Linked DNA regions of Oryctolagus cuniculus: region 1 is linked to region 2. The links are chromatin contacts, called in public Hi-C maps. All regions are on one chromosome and are shown on one strand. The core of a region is the stretch at or near the end of the contact, and the rest is flanking DNA. Distances in the headings are between cores, read along the strand shown.

What was found. A called contact is a pair of places that touch in the nucleus more often than the background predicts.
Region 1: a Hi-C map of psoas muscle shows a contact between it and region 2, with 4 times the contacts expected there. The contact joins the enhancer-like site here to the promoter of PPARGC1B in region 2. A contact is called at or near these places in 2 of 6 Hi-C or Micro-C datasets (psoas muscle and skin fibroblasts).

Annotation. Positions count from the first base shown.
Region 1 is chr6:37,113,242-37,116,959 of mOryCun1.1, reverse strand. All of the region lies in intron 1 of PPARGC1B (PPARG coactivator 1 beta), which reads right to left. Among named protein-coding and RNA genes, the nearest start is that of MIR378, 47 kb to the right of the region's middle. Within about 2 kb of position 1,664, at least 3 of the 8 cell types and tissues checked have an H3K27ac peak or open chromatin away from gene starts, as enhancers often do.
Region 2 is chr6:37,063,658-37,067,042 of mOryCun1.1, reverse strand. It overlaps PPARGC1B (PPARG coactivator 1 beta), which reads right to left and starts at 1,779. Exons shown (of 12, transcript XM_051843506.2): 1 at 1,597-1,779. The coding sequence starts at 1,674.

The DNA of each region.
Region 1 (3,718 bases), core at 415-2,914, 50 kb before region 2:
CCTCCTGGGTGATAGCAAGATGGGCCCTCATCACCAGTCACACGGGGGAGACCCCAAGCAGGGCCCAGAAGATGAGAACACCAGAGGGGAAGGAAGCGAGAGCAATTCAGTCAGCTGAAGTGGGAGTCAGGAGGCAGGCAGGGACGAGGGCAAAGTCCACAGGCCCAAATCCTGGTGGAACTTCCAGGCCAGGGGCAGGCCAGACTGCCCTGAGATCAGGGACTCCCCAGAGGGATTCCTGCAGACTGATGTCACACAGCTGCCCTCTGGCTGACACTTGGATGTGGCCAAGGTGAGATAACGTTCCCTGGGTGTAAGGAAGGAAAAGGAACAGAAGCTGAGAGGTTGGACCTGTCTGTGACCTGTTTTCCAGGCTAGGAGTAGCGAGACTCGGGACGGCCAGGCTGTGAGCAGGAAGGAGGAGACATCAAGGAGGCTCCGGCCGCGTGGGAGAGAAAGGAGGAGCAAGGCTGGGGGCAGGGGGATCTGCATTTGACACAGTGACGCTGAGGTACCTGCAGGCAGGTGAGCAGTGTGGTCAGCATCAGGCAGGCATGTCAGGGGGTCTCCCACACCCACCTTGCCCAGCAGATGTGCATGGAAGGCCACGCTCCTGACCCAGGGCTGTCAGGCAAATTCACACGCTCTGATCCGGTCCTCAAGACACCCCCGAGAGACTGGCGGTCTGCCCACTGCACAGACGCAGAAGGTAAGACCCGAAGAAGCCAGATGAGTGTTTGCAAAGGACACAACTCCAGCCCATGGTTTCTGTCTTCTAGGTCTCATGCAGTCATGGTTAGGCCCACCTGATCCCCTTGACCCTGGCACCTACCCTCTTTAGGAAACACCCCACAGAGCCTTCGCTAAGTTCCCAGCACTGCACTTCTGGGGTTCTGAGTGTGGCAAGAGAGCGGATGTGTCCCGGGGGTGAGGAAGGCCTGGGGGCACTCATGCTCAGTCTCTCTCTCTCCCAATGTGACACCAATGCCAGAACTCACCAATGCCTATTCCAGAGACCTCCGCCCTAAGCGCCATGACCTTCTGTCCACCCTGCAGGCTCAGAACCCTTGGCCTGAACAGCCCGGGCCCCATGCCCCCACCGGCTGCCTGCACACAAGCCCTTTCTTCCCTTCCTCCTTTCTGCCCCCACCTCTGTCCCAGCCGACACCTGGCAGCCCCCCAGGAGCCTGCTGGGAGGCGGGAGGGAATGCTGAGCATCTGGCCAGAGCCCAGGCCAGCCCTGTGGGTTCACATTAGGGCACCTGTTAATGTGCGGGACCCTGGGGGCAGCGACTGGCTGTGATTGGGAGAGGCTGATTTGCAGTCAGCAGTGATTGGCTGGCAAGGCCAGGCACCGGGCCATCCAGGCACCCAGGGCCACATGACCCCCAAATCCCAGCTATAAATAGATGAGAACCTGTCGGCCCCCTTGCCCAGAACCAGCCTCCCCTCCCTCTTGGACAAGAATGAAAGGGCGCCTGGAAATGGTGCAGAGCCCGGGAGCCCCAGCTCAGCTGCTCGGGCCCAAACCTTCTGCTGACCTCAGGGAAAAGACTCCATTCTCTCGAAATCTGGGGATCTGTCAGCTGTCCAGGCCCTGTGCAGCCCACGTCCTTGCTTCTTCCCCTGATAACTATCCCGGTGTAGCTACTGCTTCCAGCCCCCAGATTTCTGAGTCATTTGGATCTCGCTTTAATGAGCTGCCACCAACAAGGCGTTCCTTTGGAGCCTGCTGCCTGGGGAAGAGGGTGTGTGTGTGTGTGTGTGTGTGTGTGTGTGTGTGTCTTTGCAGAAAAAGGCATTTATACCTTACACAAGGGGAATGGCTTTCCCAAGGTCACACAGTAAAAAGTGGCAGTGCAGAGATCAGATTCCCAGGCCAGGTCACTCCACCCCAAGCCACTCATAAGCCTTTGCCCTAGCCCACTGCCACTTGCTCTTTGTGACACCAGGCTAATGGCCCAGAGCACCTTTCTTCTGGCTCTTCCCTTCTCCTAATCTCCTTCCTCTCCTTCTCGGGCTTAGCCCACTACCACCTCCAACCTGAAGCCATCCTAGTCTAATTTAATTTAGCTCACAGCTGTCCCATACCCCACACACGCCCCTGCACGCATCTACTGAGTCACTTGCATGGTGCTGACCAAGAATGGCATTAATGATCACTCTTCTTTATTTAGAGATGGCAAATAGACTCTATCTTATAGGCCAAGTCCCATCACTTAGAAGTTGCTGTCATTGTATGGGTGAAGATTACAAGGCCACATATCCAAGATCAGCAGGAAAAAGTGTCGGGATTGATTAGTGATGTCTGCCTTGGCCAGGGAAAATGTCAGCACTCACACCAGGTTTTGCAGTCCCTCTTGTCTGCTGTCTCCAAGACTAAATTTCTTCAAGTAGAAATTTCGTAGTCCAGGAGAACACGGACTTCCCTCCCTGCCCGCCACCCAAATGTCGGCAATGGTAGCAGACAGACAATCAGAGGGGAGATGATAATTACACACTGCTTTCCTTGGCGGGGACACCCCCACAGAGGTCTCCACAGCCAGCACCCCAACTGATCTGGAACAGAACCTGAGAGGCAGATAGGAACACTCCTTCCTCTGCACTGAAGAAAGTGATGGCCAGGCTGCCAGCTGGCCTCCTCCCCCGACCCCGCCCTGCACACCTCCCAGCCCAGGAACCCCATCTGTCTGGGGCTGCTCTGGCAATCTGGAAAGCTGTTTTAGCTCTTTAGCCCCATAGGACCTTCCTGCCCCTGGGCCACCCTCACTGGTGTCAAGCACTTGCTGGTGGAGGTGGCCCTGTGGTGCAGGGGGTTATGCCACCCCTGCGAGGCCAGCATCCTACATCACAGTGCCTGAGTCAAGTCCTGGTCCAGCTTCCTGCTGAGGCACCTGGGAAAGCAGCAGAAGAGGGCCCATGTGTGAGATCAGGATGAAGTTCTAGGCTCCTGGCTTCAGCCTGGCCCAGACCTGGCTGTGTGGCCATTTGGGGAGTGAACCAGCAGATAGAAGATTCTCTCTCTCTCTCTCTCTCTCTCTTGCTCTACCTTTCACATAAATAAAATAAGTCTTTAAAAAAAATACTCAAGGGCTGGCGCTGTGGCGTAGCAGGTAAAGCCACCACCTGCAGTGCTGGCATCCCATATGGGTGCCGGTTCAAGTCCTGGATGCTCCACTTCCTATACAGCTCTCTCATATGGCCTGGGAAAGCAGTGAAGATGGCCTGAACCCACATGGGAGACCCAGAAGAAGCTCCTGTCTCCTGGCTTCAGTTGGGCGCAGCTCTGGCCACCGTGGTCAATTGGAAAGTGAACCAGTGGATGGAAGACCTCTCTCTTTCTCTGCCTCTCCTTCTCTCTGTAACTCTTTCAAATAAATAAATAAATCTTTTTTTTTTTTTTTAACAGGCAGAGTAGACAGTGAAAGAGAGAGACAAAAAGGTCTTCCTTTTCCGTTGGTTCACCCTCCAATGGCCACCGTGGCCAGCGCACCACGCTGATCCGAAGCCAGGAGCCAGGTACTTCTCCTGGTCTCCCATGCGGTGCAGGGCCCAAGCACTTGGGCCATCCTCCACTGCACTCCCAGGCCACAGCAGAGAGCTGGACAGGAAGAGGAGCAATCGGGACAGAATCCGGCACCCCGACTGGGACTAGAACCCGGTGTGCCGGCGCCGCAGGTGGAAGATTAGCCTATTGAGCCGAGGCGCCAGTCATAAA
Region 2 (3,385 bases), core at 530-3,029:
GCGCGCCATCACACGCCGCCAGCCCCCTCGGCCGCCGCCGACCCACTCGAGCGCGCCCGCCGCCGAGCACGCGGCCCCGCGGCTGGCTCCCGGGCGCAGCGCCGTCCGCAGCGCGCGCCGGCCGGCCTTCCCCAGTGCGCCGCGGGCTTCCCCTCCGCGACAGCCGCCACACCACGCCACGCCACGCCGCGCCGCGCCGCCCGGAGCCGGCCCGCAGCCGCGCGCGCCTCGGCGGCTACGTCCCCCTCAAGTCGCGTCTCGCCGCGAGGAGTCAGCTTGCAAGCCTCTCCCCGCCCACCCGGTCCCATGACAGCTGCTACCGCCCAGAGACTGGCAGATTACAACAAGAAGCAAAGTTTCCCTCTCTCTCTCCTCCCACCTCCCGGCCCCTCCGCCCTCCCCCTCCCTTCCCGTGTTATGCAAAACGGGCCAGCACCGGCGCTCCCACTCCAGGTACCCAGCCGGCCCCCGCGAGCCGCGCCCGGTTCCACCCCGCAGCCCCTCTCGGCGCCCAGGCGTGTCCCCGCGTCCGGGGTCTCCCCCGAGGCCCCGCCGTCTCCCCAGCCTCCCGGCAACCCGAAGCCGAGCGCCCGGAGAAAAAGCCCGAACTCTGGAGCCAAACTTTATGCTTGCAACAGGCATGGGTGGGGGCGAGCGGGGCAGGGGTGGGGGGCGCGCATGCCGCGCGCACCCGCTTTCGGGAGCAGCGGGCCCCGGCAGCACCCAGTCCCCGGCTCCCAGCCGCCCGCGTCCTCGCCCTCCCCCCCGGCACACCAGAGCACCATCTCCTGTCACGCGCGTGTCGCCGGTGGGGCTCTCGGGCTCGGCCAGAGCCCGGGACGCCGCCTCGCCTTCCCTTCCCCCTGCATCGTGGAGCGCGCGCCGGGGCCGCGCGCCGCGGGGGGACCCAGGCGCCCCCTGACATCCCTCACGCCCCCACCCCGCCCGGCCTTGCCCCGGGGGGCTCCGCGGGAGAGCGAAACCAGGAAGGCGCTGGCTGTCTCCGCCTGCAGGTCCACGTGCCCGCAGACCCCTATGCCCTTAGCCCGCAACTGGCAGGAAACTCCGCGCTGCGGGCGCCAGTGGGGAGCTGCGGGGGGCTAGCAGCCGCACTCGGGGGGGCCAGGGGCCGGAGGACCAGGCGACTCCGGGGACCGGGGCAGGCGCCCGTGCCGGGGCCCCAAGTCCACGTGAAAGTACGCCAGCAAGTGCCGGGCGCTGAGGGCGCGCCTCCAGCACCCGGCGCCAGCCAGAGGGTCCCCCATACCTTGGCGCGGCTGCACCTCCCCAAGGAAGCGGGGTACCCCCTGCCCGACTCGCGGGGAGGCGGACTCCAGCCGGCTAAGGCGAGACCCTCGCCGGCGGACGTAGCGCCCCCCGGCGCCCAGGCTCGCGCCGGGGTTGGGGGGGGTACCTCCGGCTCCTCCGCGCCCCTGTACGGGAGCGCATCGCAGGGCGCGTGGAAGGGGGGCTCTGCAGCCTGGAACCCCAATCTCCCCAGCGCGCCCACCGCTGCGTCCCAGCCTCCGCGGCTGCGGCTGCAGCCCCCGCGGCTCAGCACCGGGTTCCTGGGCCTGTGGCCCCGGCCGGCCGTACCTGCGTGTCGGCGAGATAGTTGAGGAAGAAGGAGGAGAGCTCTTCGTCCAGCAGCGCGCCGCAGTCGTTCCCCGCCATCTTCCAGCCGCGGCTGCAGCGTGCGGCGGAATCAGCGCCGAGCCGGCCCGGGGGGAGGGAGCGAGCGAGCGAGCGAGCGAGCGGGCGAGGGAGGAGGGAGGAGGGAGCGAGGCCGGCGGGAGGCGGAGGGCGGAGCTCGGGCCCGGGGCTGCCGCAGGGCCGCTGGCTGCGGGGGCGGGGCCGCGCGGCGCCCGCGCCGGCCGGGGGTCGCACCCCGACTTGGCTGCGCAGAGCCGGACGCCGAGACCCGCTCCCACAGCCTCCCGCAGGGAGGAGAGAGCCCGCAGCCGGGTGGCGGTGCCCCAGCCGAGCAGCCCGATGCCTGCGCAGCAATGCGGGCAGCCCCCCGCTCTTGCCACAGCGAATCACGTTGCGTTAGCGCTGGGCGGGCCCTGCGAGGCGACCTGCTGCCGCACAGCTGGGGAAACTGAGGCTCGGGAGGCGGCACGGGGCGGAGGGGTGGGGGTGGGGGGCGAGAACCACGTCTGAACCGCTGTGCACTTCAGTAGCAGAAAGAGAAAGCCCAGGAGGCTGGAATGTCTCAGACTGCAAGCCCAGAGAGGGAGGAAGAAATGCCTTAGGTCACAGGCAGAGCAATCATGGAAGGCTCCTCAGAGGAGGTGGCATTTTAATTTTTTCTTGGAAGAATACATTGACCCCTGTTCTGTAAGACCTGGCTTGATCGCGCTTGCAATCTCTCTCTCTCTCTCACTCTCTCTCACTCTCTCATTCCCTCCCAACAGCCCTCCCCCCCAAAAAAAGCACCTCTGGCCACTTCTCTGGCCAGGATCCACATGCCTTGAAGCAGCAGAGCTCCTGCTGCCAAGCCGACAGGCCTTCTCAGCCCGTGACAAGGGCCCTCTCCACCCAGCAGCCATTCACCCACCCTCAGACCTCTGCTCCTGAACCTGCCACCTCGGGCTCCCTTAGCTCTGCCTCCTCTCTGTTTCTCTCCCTACGGGGACTCTAAGGCCCGTGAAAGCCAGGCTTCAGTCTGTTTGGCATTCACGTCTGCGGGTCCTGCACACAGTAGGCGCTTCATGAGGAATGTGTGAGCTGATCCTCACCAGCATCACCACCCACGTCGTACAGATCCAGACGCCGCCAAGGGCGCACTCGTGGCCAGGAGAACCCGGGCCCCTTGACGTCAACCTTGAACCCTCATCCTCCTGCCCCGCTGTTTACCAGGCAGGAGATGAGGGCATGGCCTGGACCAAGGCACGGAGGCGGGAAGATCTGGGCCGGTTTTGTTGGGCACACCCGCCAGGGCCGTCCTCCCACCGTGCACTTACCAGGGCACCCCACCCCGCACGCACAGCCAGAGGAGGAAACACACAGCCCCCAGCGCACCTGCTCAGACTTGAACGCCAGGGCAGGAGCTTCTTCGGGCTGGAGTCTGAGGTTCCCAGAACCGCAACGCGTGATTTCACTCTCTGGGCTTACAGCCTGCAGGCTTTTAAAGAACAATGTGTCTCTACGGGGAGCCTTTGCCTAGCCTTGGAGCTCTCACTGGGAGTCTAAAGGCTGGGGGTTCTGGTCGGGCCCCTGCCACGTCTGGTTCTGGTGGGCAATTCAGCAAGTTAAGAGCAGGGGCCCCGGAGTCACACGGCCTGGTTTGGTCTCAGGCCAGCAAGTCATTTGGTCTCAGGCCCTGAGGCTTCTTCATCTACACCAATGGGATCATAATTGCTCACCCGTGGAGATGGGAGGA